Linked DNA regions of Mus musculus: regions 2 and 3 are each linked to region 1. A link is a contact called in public promoter capture Hi-C data. All regions are on one chromosome and are shown on one strand. Each heading gives the region's core, a stretch centred on a gene start, on an enhancer-like site or on the middle of the called end of the contact. The rest is flanking DNA. Distances are from core to core; before and after follow the strand shown.

What was found. Promoter capture Hi-C pulls out the DNA fragments that hold promoters and counts their contacts. Capture Hi-C pulls out chosen DNA fragments and counts their contacts.
Region 2: a promoter capture Hi-C map of liver shows a contact between it and region 1. The contact joins the promoter of Rrad here to the promoter of Cmtm4 in region 1. A contact is called at or near these places in 3 of 484 Hi-C or Micro-C datasets (double positive thymocytes and embryonic stem cells), 2 of 115 datasets of contacts at active chromatin or transcription factors (embryonic stem cells and memory CD8 T cells) and 2 of 9 other capture datasets (adipose tissue and liver).
Region 3: a contact with region 1 is called in a promoter capture Hi-C map of the HPC-7 cell line. The contact joins the enhancer-like site here to the promoter of Cmtm4 in region 1. A contact is called at or near these places in 2 of 39 promoter capture datasets (the HPC-7 cell line and embryonic stem cells), 4 of 484 Hi-C or Micro-C datasets (the BV-2 cell line, the G1E-ER4 cell line, bone marrow-derived macrophages and 1 more), 3 of 115 datasets of contacts at active chromatin or transcription factors (embryonic stem cells, microglia and stem cell-derived neural progenitor cells) and 1 of 9 other capture datasets (liver).

What each region holds. Positions count from the first base shown.
Region 1 is chr8:104,393,767-104,397,608 of GRCm38.p6, forward strand. It overlaps Cmtm4 (CKLF-like MARVEL transmembrane domain containing 4), which reads right to left and starts at 2,041. Exons shown (of 4, transcript NM_153582.5): 1 at 1,685-2,041. The coding sequence starts at 1,870.
Region 2 is chr8:104,629,278-104,633,119 of GRCm38.p6, forward strand. It overlaps Rrad (Ras-related associated with diabetes), which reads right to left and starts at 2,012. Exons shown (of 5, transcript NM_019662.3): 1 at 1,846-2,012; 2 at 1,270-1,703; 3 at 549-622; 4 at 244-448. The coding sequence starts at 1,636. It overlaps Gm51588 (a long non-coding RNA gene), which reads left to right. Exons shown (of 2, transcript XR_003947593.1): 2 at 68-912. Gm33023 (a long non-coding RNA gene) reads left to right here and starts at 2,125. Exons shown (of 3, transcript XR_879143.3): 1 at 2,125-2,218.
Region 3 is chr8:104,217,907-104,221,748 of GRCm38.p6, forward strand. It overlaps Bean1 (brain expressed, associated with Nedd4, 1), which reads left to right. Exons shown (of 5, transcript NM_001141924.1): 5 at 1-1,192. Among named protein-coding and RNA genes, the nearest start is that of Tk2, 29 kb to the right of the region's middle. Within about 2 kb of position 1,840, at least 37 of the 459 cell types and tissues checked have an H3K27ac peak or open chromatin away from gene starts, as enhancers often do. A contact at or near this core is called in the HPC-7 cell line, bone marrow-derived macrophages and microglia, where this site is marked.

The DNA of each region.
Region 1 (3,842 bases), core at 791-3,290:
AAAGGCTGGCCCCTAAAGTCCTTCCACATGGAAAGTAAGGATGACCACACAACCACACCTCCCCAAAGGAGGAAGCATGGCTGGCTCCGGCTCCAGCTCCAGCTCCTGCAGACAGCCAAGTCCCAGCAGTGAGCGGCTAATGTTCTGTACAAACCACTCCATCTCCATCCTGAGAGGCAAGTTAAGAGTTGTCCTTACTTTCAAAGGCCTGCTAAGTAAACTAAGAAGGTCCCTGACCAGGCCCTGGAGTCCACCTTCTGGCTCCAAGTTCAGCCCTGCCCTTTTCTTACTTCTGATTATCTACACCGCACTCAAACATTAGCTAGCTAGCTCTTTTAAAAAAAGGATTACGTATCGCTCCCACACCGACATTCTCTCTGCTAATAGCAATGGCTAACAGAAGCTTGGTATCCCTGAGAACATTCCAGATTCCTGGATTAAGAGTGTTTTAAAATGTAAAGATAGGGAACTTGCTCCACTTATTTCTCACTAATGCCCTTTAAAACTAGGCATCAGAAGACCAAGCCTTCCGCAGAGAAGAGAGGAAACTCTCCATGAGTCTACAACCTACAAACACAGGGACCTTTATTTAAAGGGTGTCCACATATGGTATTTCTCCCAAGAAAGATTAACGTATGCACTCAGTTAATAAGCCGAACAGGCCTGCCGCTCCCAGAAGGAAAATGCAAATATGTTGCAGTTCTGTGCAAAGGGCTTCTCTGTCAGGGTGACAAGTCTATAAAGTTTTGAGGCCTCGGTGAAAGGCTACCTGTGACAGAGAATAGGAGGAATACAAAGGTTTTTTTTTTAAACTGGACTGTGCCCAGTCCACCACAAAGATAAACTACACTGCCCAAAGGGACCTGCTACAAAACCACAAAACCGAAACAGAACCCACAAGCCCCTGAACCAAACACTCTGGGGGGTCGCGGGGGGGGGGGGACCCACCAAGAAATGTGCTCTCGAATGCCTAAGTCCAACAGAAAGTTCCCCGTATCTGTCACCTCCCAAACTGGCCGCCCTCCCAGAGTGACTTAACTCTGGGTACCAATTTGGGCAGTCCCAAGAAGCCACCACCAGTGCTGAGACTACAGGATGCTATGAAGGAAGCCAACGTCCGCAGTAAAGACTGGAGGCTTTGTGGGTAGATCTGGACTCCCCCACTGCATCTGGGCTACACGCCTCCATTCAACAAATATTTATTGAGCATCCACCATCTGCTGGGCACCCTGCTAGGCGCCAGGGAGGAAACCATGCCACAGCCCCCGGCCTCTGTTAGCAGAGAACCGTCTGGGGGTTACGCGAGCCGGAAAACCTGCTACAAGTTGCTAAGCACAGTAGTAGCCAGGCGATGGCACGGCCCTCGCAACCGGCTCTGCGCACCAACCTCTTGTCGATGAAGCAGGGAGGGCACAGGTAGGCCCCGGAGCAGGTGTGCAGGCACCAGGCACCCCTGAGGCTTCGGAGCTGCAAAAGGCAGACTCCGGCCGAGGGCGCGGTCCCCAGAGGAGCAGGGACTGCAGCCCAAGGACCTCGGAGTACGGAGTGCGCGGAGCGGGGACCGCGCAGCCCGAACCCGACTCTGGTCGGCCGGGCCTTCCCCCGCGGCCGGGTGCGGGTAAAGAAGGCGCGGGCTAGGCCGCCGACCCGCCCGCTCGTACCTGGAGCCCCGCCCGGCACCTACCACTTGGGCGACCTTGAGGCGGCCGAGCGCGCCGCGCAGGTAGTCCGGGTCGCAGCGCAGGCCGGCCAGCCCGCGGCGCTGGCTCACCGGCTCGGTGGTGGGTTGGTACGGGCTGCTGGCGCCCGAGATCATGGAGGTGCTCGAGGCCTCGCCCTCGAAGCCGTCCAGCTCCTCGCCGCCCCGCATGCTGCCGCCCCGCGCGGCCGGTTCCCCCGGCGCCTGGAGCGGGCAGGCTCAGAGCGGCCGCCGCATCGCCGTCGCCAGACCACCCCACCGCCGCCGCCTCTGCGCCCGCCGCCCGCTGCGGCCGCGGCTCGGTCCGCTGGGGCTCGGCTCCCGCCGCCTCGGCAGCGGAAAGGGAGGGAGGCGGGAGCGGGCGCCGAGGGAAGGAGGCGGGAGCCGCGCGCCGGCCCGGAGGGGGCGGAGACTGCGGCCGGCGCGGGGAGGGGCGGGGCGCTGAGGGCTGGGGGCGGGGGGTCGTGGGGGAGAGGAGGGGCGTTGCAGGTTGGGGCGGGGCCGGTGAGGAGCCTTAGTCACGCCCCCACCACGCCCTCACCTGCTGGGCGTCTGGCCCAGACTCCGGGGTGGTCGCCGGCGGCCCTTGCAAGGAAAGGCCCAGACCAAAAGAGGGAAAAAGGGTGGAGAGAATGGAGACTGACCAAAGAGTCACAAAGCTGTTTTCTCTGCCCGCAGCCTTAGAGCCTGCTTTAGAGAAAGTGGGATCGTCTGCAGGTTTAAGTGTGTGTGTTCCCACGCTGGGCACACTGAGACAACCCTATTCTGTGTCAGAGGTACAGCCTGTGAGGGGGTGGGGGAGGTCGGGGTTAATGGAGCCCGCAGAATCCACACAACCCCAGTGTCAATTTGGGATCCAGCATGCTGGCATAGGAGAAATATATGAGCACACAGTAGGTGCTTGGCAACTAATATCAGTTCCCTATCCTGGCTGAGAAAAGTTTTGCTACCTCTAAGCATCAAGCTAGGCGACACTCAAATTTTGCCCTGGAGGCATTAATTATAGACCAATTTGTCATTCAAGTGTGAAGACTAATTTTAAGCTTAAGTAAAACACTAACTTTCTAAGAATTGTCACTTTGACACTGAACCTTTCAGCACCCTGAATACAGATCTGTTCCGGTCCTTGAGGAAGGCACCAAATGAAGTGTTATAATCATTACTATTTTACACAAGTGGAGACAAAGCTTTCAGAGTAGAAGTGGCTTGTCCAAGGGCACCAAATATTCAATGAGTAGAACACAAGGTCTATTTCCAAAGCTGAAAGGATACCAGCTTCAATATTTATATTATTTGACTTACTAAATATTTTGAGGGGGGGGGGACACTTACTGTAAGCTAAGCAATATGCTAAGAATTGAGGACAGGGATGTTGAGAAGTCTCAGTGGGTAAGAGTGTTTGCCACCAAATCTGACCACCTTTGTTTAGTTCCTGTGACCCATGGGTGAAAGAAGAGAGCCAGTCCTTACAAGCTGTCCTCTGGCCTCCAAAAGCACACACCAGAGTCCTGCCACCCCAAGGACAAATGTTAATAGCTTTTTTAAAAACTTGAAGACAGCCGGGCAGTGGTGGCACACGCCTTTAATCCCAGCAGTTGGGAGGCAGAGGCAGGCGGATTTCTGAGTTCGAGGCCAGCCTGGTCTACAGAGTGAGTTCCAGGACAGCCAGGGCTACACAGAGAAACCCTGTCTCAAAAAAACAAAACAATAAATCCTTGAAGACAAACTCTACTCTCTCTTAAAACCCTCCTGAAATGGCAGCTACAAAGGTCTATTGATACCCCAGGGACAATGAGTAGGAACGGAGACAAAGGATAGAACACTAGATGCTGGAGAGAAATGTGCACACAGCAACTGATACGGCACATCTAAGAGAATGGACATCCAAGCTTGCCGTGGGAAAGGTTGAAATACAACCCAGATTACACATCACAACAAAAGGCTCAAGGGCGCCAGCAAAGTCTAGAAGTGCTTGTGTGGGAGGTGGGGGAGAGGAGACAGCAGGCAGGAAAATGCAAGATGATCCATTAAAAGCTTTGAAGAGCCAGGCAGTGGTAGCACACGCCTTTGATCCCAGCATTTGGGAGGTAGAGGCAGGCACATTTCTAAATTCGAGGCCAGCCTGGTCTACAGAGTGAGTTCC
Region 2 (3,842 bases), core at 762-3,261, 240 kb after region 1:
GCTGAGGAGGTGCTTGTGTGTCTCATTTCCCCTAGCAGATCTGGTTCATTCTTCTCCTTTGTTTTAGGTAGGCCTTTGGGGGCCTGATGGACCAGCAACACCTCCCCCACCCTCCAACACCAAGTTTTCTTCCTGAACATTTTTAGCCACTGATGATCCCCAGGGACTCAAGCTGAGCCAAGACCAACTGGCCCACAGCCCAGCCAGGATCTCCCTCCCTTTCCTGACCCGATGCCTGCTTACCATCCACAGAGACCTCACGAGAGCGCACCAGGTCACTCTTGTTGCCCACGAGAATGATGGGCACGTCGTCTGTCTGCCGGGCCCGCCGCAGCTGGACCCGGAGTTCTGAGGCTTTCTCAAAGCTGCCCTTGTCCGTGATGGAGTACACGATGACGTATGCATCCCCCATGGCCATGCAGTGGCCAGGCAGCCAGCAGCCCCCATCCTGGAGGGGACACAAACACACACACAACCCTGTAATTACCAGCAAGACCCTTCTCCAGCTTTGCTTCCTCTTGTGTCCTGTGACCCGGCCTGCGTCCTACCTGTTCCCAAATGTCATAGACCAATAGTGACGCTTCTTCTCCATCCACAGTGATAGAACGGTCATATGTGTGCCCTAGAAAGGAAGCCAAGAAGCCAGTTATCAGTCGGCTGTCAACGTTCCCAGTGTCTGCCTTCTTCTCCTGACCACGCCTCCTGCTGCTTCTCCCAGTCCTCTGATAATTCTCCTCTGTTAGCAGATGGTTGCTATGCCCAAACAATATGACAAGCCCGGGAGTCAGGGACTGGAGGACACGACCTCCATCTCTTTGTCCCCAAACTAGAGAAGTACTGGGTGTCTAGGGATCCTGCTGCCTGGGTCAAGGGTGGGTGTGGTCATATTGGGTGAAGTTAGTATAGTGGCTGTCACAAACCCTGGAGACTTTGGCCACCTAACTTTCCTCTCCCAGAAATGTCCTCAGAATTTGTTCCTGCCAGCCCCGGTAGGCAGGAAAGTGCTGCTACGAGCCACAGGAAAAAAATCATATCTAGCACTCTACTCTTCTATTCTGGACACTTTTTTCCTATCAACGACTGGTACGTGGGTAGGAGAGAGGTGGAGGGGGTGGAGTGAGTAGGGAGTAAGTCTCCTTCAGTTTCTCCATCTTGGACGCGGAAATAACATAATTTCGAAAACGCCTTGAAATTTCATAGTATTTGCCACTTTTAGTCCAGCTCCACCGCCCCCCAACTGTCTTTATCTAAACAGCTCAGCTCTCTCACCTGCTGCTTCTGCTTCAGGTCCGTCTTCTATACCACCAAAGATGCGCGCCAGAGCGCTTTTGCCCACACCAGGCGCCCCGAGCAGCAGCACCTTGTAAACGCCCTCCTCTGACCCACTGCCTCCAGAACTGAGCGAGTCGGAGGAGCCTTCGGGCCAGTCCAGCCTCTGGCCCTGTGTCCGAGTTCCAGCGGCAGTCGTTGCCAGGGAGCCCGGGGCTAGCGCCGCCTGAAGGTCTCGCTCGTCCACCGGCATGCTCCTGCGGTGCAGTGGGGGTGCCGGGCCCCATGGGGTGCTGCCTCGACGGCGGTCGCGCTCCCGGCCCGCACCACGGCTCCCGCTTGCTCCGCTGCCACCATTCAGGGTCATCGTGTTGGACGCCGTCTGGGGAACGAAGAATTGGGATGGCAGCTCTATCGCGGGAGCAGGTAGGACTCTGGAGTCAAGAAAGATGCTCAGGATGAAGGAACCTACTGCCAACCAGGAGGTCTCTACGTCTTAACCAGTAACCCAGCTGGACCTGCATCCACATTCAGCCCCAGATGGTGTTGTCCACCCCGCTTAGTCAGGACACTCACCAACTCTCACACAGATGTTATCAGGACTTGATCAGCGCTGCGACACAGACCACTGGGGGATCTGATAGAACCCACTCGTAGACCCCTGTTCAGACTCAGACCCTTGTCGCTGTCACGACTGCAGTCTTTTTCTCCTCTGCTGCTTTCTCAGCCCCTCAGCTGGCGCTGGGTCGCTGTTCTAGGGCCTCCTATTTAAACCTCTACCAGTCAGACTTCCGCCCTTACCCCTACCCCCGCTCCCGCCCCCGCCCCCGCCCCCGCCCCCGCCCCCGCCCCTGTCCTCCCGGGCTGCTGCAAAGGCTGACGCATCCACTCGCCCTCGGGAATCCCCCACCTCCCTTCTAGGACCGCAAACCCGCCAGGGGCGGGGCAGGTAGCTGGAAGGAGGCTCGCGCGGGATGGGGGGTAGTTTAGAGGGGTGTTGGAGGGGAGGGATGGGGAGTGTGCGTTGAGGAGGGTGCACCAGTGTGTGTGTGTGTGTGTGTGTGTGTGTGTGTGTGTGTGTGCATTGATACAGAGGCTGCCAGTAGTGGGTAAAGTGGAGTGAACTACCACTCCATCTTTAAAGATGAATTTTCCCTTCTGCTCACTCCTGGCCTATTACCCAAGTCAGTAGACGTATTATGGACACGCTCAGAACCTATGAAGCCCGTTCCTCCAGGTATGGACCTAACCAGAATTTAGAGGGTCCTAAACTGGTATTTCTAGCTTCAACACTAAGTCCTTTCTATTCCTGTCTTTGTCCTGGGACCTAAAGAGTCTCCCAACGGGACTGCCCTTCAGGTTGAAGGTTGGTGTCATCCATGAATTCTTGGGGTCCCTTAGGAGGTTCAGGGGGTGATAGAGCCTGCTGGGTGCTTGTCTGCTGGAGAGAAACTACAGGGCCAGAAAAAGGAACACACAAACTCAAATCCCAACTCTAACTCTAAGCATGCGGAACAGCTGCCAGTAACTGCTAAAAATATCTAACCCTGGCCCTAGCCACTTTGTTTTTGGGCATGAGGTTGCCCAGAGTTGGGGAGATCCGGCCTAACAGTGGGGGACTCCAGAAAGAGCCAACCCCTTTATAGTCTTCAAGTTCTTCCTGCTCCTGAGCCCCACACTGGGCCTTTTGCTTGTAAACATCTCACCGAGGAGGGGCATAAATGTAGGGTATGGGGGAGGGGTAGCTTTCAGGAACTGGTCGCAGGGCCTCTGCTCTGTTTAAGACTCACTTTTGATCCATCCCCGTGTGCCAGACTCTTTTATAAATGGCAAAAATATACCCAGTACCACCACTGCTTCAGAGCTCCCCTTTCTCAGACACTGGTTTGAAAACAGGGATAGTATCTGAGGGAAGGAGAGGTGATTGGGTGGACTGGGTGTCTAGTCCCCTGTCTGCCTCTCTCCCAGCATTCAGGTACCCAGTCCTGAATTGGATATCGTGAACTGTTCCTTCCTTGCTAGTCTCTAGGGTGACGACTGTGTGTGTGTGTGTGTGTGTGTGTGTGTGTGTGTGTGTCTATGCCTGTGTACTGGCTGTGACGTATTTCGGGACAGGGACTTGCTCTTAGACGTTTGCAATGACTGTGGCGGGGGTGGAAGGGCACCCATTTGGGGCTCAGGTGACATCATACATAGATGGACCTTAGTGGGCTGTAGCAGGTTGCCATGGAGACTTGAGCCAGACTTTCTGGTACTGCATTAGTCTCCTTGGCAACACCTAAAAAGGCCTTGAATTGAGGAAACCAGCTAAGGGATAAGGTTAGGAGGTTTATGATGCAGGGTTCTCTTGTTCTCTCTCTCTCTCTCTCTCTCTCTCTCTCTCTCTCTCTCTCTCTCTCTCTCTCTCTCTGGTTTTTTGAGACAGGGTTTCTCTGTATAGCCCTGGCTGTCCTGGAACTCACTTTGTAGACCAGGCTGGCCTCGAACTCAGAAATCTATCTGCCTCTGCCTCCGGAGTGCTGGGATTAAAGGCTTGCGCCACCAAGTCTGGCGGTTCTCTTGTTCTTAAGGCC
Region 3 (3,842 bases), core at 590-3,089, 180 kb before region 1:
CACCCACCCTAAGTTTCAGGGGGAGACAGGCCCTTGGGCCTGTATCGTGGAGGAACAACACAGTTCTTCTAATGTCTGTGCCAGGATTGAGAGCTCAAGAGAAACAAGGTGTGGGCAGCCCCATACACACATAATGCTTCCTAGACATCACTCAGAGGAGGCACAGAAGAGTCCACTGCTCAGTAAGTGCCCAGCCAGCTCTGGTGACCTGGGTGTAAGAGGTCTCAGACCAACCAAAGAGCCAGCGCTGTCATCCAGGGTGGTAACTCCCAGCTGGGGACTGGGCTGATGAAGTCTGGCCTTGCCTCTCTGGGATATACACAGAGACAACACACACACATGTACCCCACAAAAAAAAAAAAAAAAAAAAAAAAGCAAAAAAAAAACAAAAAAAACTTCATGTCACTATGAGACCAGTGTCTGCTGCCAACATCCCATCACGGAAGCAGGTGTGTGGAGGCAGCCAGTTGGAGATAGGCTCAGATATTAGCCTTTGAGCTCCAGCGATGTGATCTCCATCGAAGACTATATAAGGTGACGAGGCCATCTTTGAAGACCCGGCTTGCCAAAGCTAAGCACCTTTGAGGAGGATCCTGTCAGCACTGCCGCTGGCAGGGAGTGAGACCTCCTGCCTCCCGGACTCCTACCTTCTGACGGTCATCCCAGAAGAGCAGACCCATCCCCACTGAACCCCTTCCCACATTCAACTCCTCCAATGAAGGGCTAAGAAAATTCATCAATCCCTTTCCTAAGCAGAGGGGTAGCAAGGATTTTTATTTTCTATAGAGAAAGCATTTATTCTGATGCAGAGCCGAAAGGGCCCAACCACCAGTTCTGTAGCATCTAGGCGGCAGCGGCTGCAGGCTGCGGGCAGCACCCTAGAGTCCCAGGCCTGGGGGAGGGAGCCTTGTTTACAAGCCCTTTTGCCCACCTTTGTGGCGTTCTGCTTTCTAGGCAAAGATGTCTGTCTGTGGTACTGTCCAGCCTTTAAAACACACCCCGGGGATGAGACTCTTTTTAAGAAAGGCAGTCTGTTTCTAGAGCTCTGGAAAGTGGTGGGGGCAGAAAAACATCCCCGCCTATTCACCACGTCGGAGGGATCTGCGGAACAGCTTTTCTCCTTCCTAGGTTAGGCTGAATAAGCAGCAATGTATCTTTTCTGTACTCAAAATAAATGCTCATTATCAACAAATACGTAGAAGGAAGTGATACTTTCGAGGGGTGTATAGGGGCCCCGGCGGGTTCCTGGTGGCTGCAAATTCAGAGGGTGAAGGGAACCCTGTAAACAGGCAGTCTTAAGTATGCCCCTCTGAACGCTGAGACGCCCAGCTGGCTGTTTCTCAAGTTTGCGCCAGGTGGCGCTCTTGTAGGGAGGGGGTGTCTGCACAGTCTCATGGGATTTCCTCTTTTGTTTCTCTGCTTGTGTTTGGGTTTTAGAAACAAATGTTGCTATGTAGCCCAGGGGGCGATCCTCCTGTCTCTGCTTCCTTATTAGTTTAGACCGGCTGGCTGGCCACCCAAGTCCCCCAGACCTCCTGTGCCCCGCTGTGCTTGTGCACCTGGACTTTATGTGGTACTGGGAATCTGAACTCAGATCCTCCTACTTGGACCTGCTTGCACGACAGGCACTTCACTTACTGAGCCATCTCCCAGCCCCCTTCATATGGAGCCTGCTGCCACTCCTCTGAGACCTGTCTGATGTGAGGATATGATGAGCCACCAATTTCAGAACTTGACTCCACATACACAAGGTACCATCTTTTGGCCTTCAGTACTCCATAGGCTTATCCTTCTGAGGAAAATAGAAATATGCTCCATGCTTCCCTCTGCAGAAACACTCATCTTTCTCATTGCCCTTCAGACAGAGGCTTTGCCTGGTGACCTCTTTTTACGCACAGAGACTGTCTTTCTCGGACATGTTTTCCTTCCGCTAGCACAGAGAATCCCAAAAATCACACCCTAAAATTGGGGTGTGACCCTGAACAAAGTGAGGCAGATGGGGGTGTCGGGGGTATTATGAGACAGGGACCCACAGGTTCCTTCTGAAAAATCCCTAGGCCTGCTGTCCTGCAACTGGCCTAACTCAAGCACACACTGCCCCCTGCTGGCTCTCTGCTGCCACTGTTCATTTGTCACAGACTCTACCCTAGGAGGAGGAGGAAATCCCTTTTATTTTTAAGCCCACTGCTGCTGTGGGACACTCACAGCTATATGAGCCTGATGTTTGGATCCCGGGTTTGTATTATACCGCTGATTTTCAAGAGGAGATTTTGTCTCTGGGTCTCATTTTCTGATAATTCCTGTTGGCTGCATTCTCCTCTCTATGCAAAACACTTGGCCCTCTGTTCTGTTTGCTACTATGTTGCACTGTGGGGCTCTACCTCCTTTATGGTGCTGGTGTCCAGCCACATGCTGACTCCCACCCGGACCACCTACACTGACGCTCATTCTAACGATTTAAACTCCTGGGACTCTCAGCCTCTTGGTTCTGCCTGTCTCTTCTATCCACGTACTCCTTGGGCTGTAGGCATCCTGCTCAGGGCTCTGCCCATTCCTACAAAGAGCCTGAGCCCTCTGTTTGCCAGGGACAAGGCCTAAGGAGAACAGCTGGGTGCCTGGAATCCCTGGGAGATGGCATGTGATGGTCCATCATTCGGATGGTAAGCCAGGAAGAAGCAGGACCAACTCCTGGTACATGGCCATACTATCAAAAGCGCCGGTCAGGGAAATGGCATCGGGGAAGTAGAAGGTGGAGGTGGCGGGAGATGAAAGCTTGAAAGGATGCAGGCCACCAAACTCTCCCAGTGGCAACCCAAGAGACAGGGTACACCATGCCTTGAAGGCCTCGATGTCAGGCATTCGGAGGTGACAGCTCCGTGTCGCTCATACCTGGCTCTCAGCAGCGCTGTTTTGAGGCAGCCTTTTACAGAGTGTTGATTCCTGCCATGCAGGCTCTTTAGATCAGAAGAGGCCTTCACACAGGGAAGCCACAGCGGGTGGCAGACAAAGCCATACCGTAGCTGAATCATTATGGATGGGCACAGAAAGTCCCAGGCTTTGGCTAGCAACCAGAGGCCTCTGCCACTGCTAAGCACCAGGCCTCACTGAAGCACAGACGGAAAGAACAAGTCACTAGCGAGGCTAACAGCAGTCCATGGCTACCATGCGCACCCTCCACCATCACTGGGTTAAGCCTGTGTTCATATATACAAACCGTGTGCATGCACACGGCACCATTACATAACTCCCTCCTCCTTCCTACACGTTTACTCAGACAACCTTGGTGCCCACACAAGTACCCTCTCCATGCAAGGCTCTCGTTTGCACAGCCAGGTGCAGCTCACACCTGCTCCCAGCTCCCGTCTGCATCCTCTGACACTAACATGGTTGTCCAAGGACTGGATATAAAGGCCACCGCTTTATCATCAGAGAGCGATCTATTGTCCTGGGTTCTGTTCTGCCTAGCTTCGCGGTACTTCCCAAGCCCATGCTAACTCTCTGGAGCCCAAGAGCCCTTATCTAGCCAAAGCCTAATGGGTCTGAGCTTGGGAGCTAGGTATACCTTTGACCACTGGGCTGTAGCAGAGCTGTGTCTGCTCAGCACATTTCCAAGAAATTCCAAGGCGGCAGCCCTGTTATAGTCTCAGCCACCAAACTGTCACCCTCATCAGGCTGAGTCCTTGGGGCCCGGGGAGGGGCTGCAGGGCTGTTTTCTATTAAAATGGAGAGTTTGACCCTCTGACAGGCTCTGAGCCCCAACCATCACCCCCTTCTTTATTCAATTGCAAGAGGCAAGAAAGAATACTTACTGGGTCATGTGACTAAATTGTCCAAGTGATAAG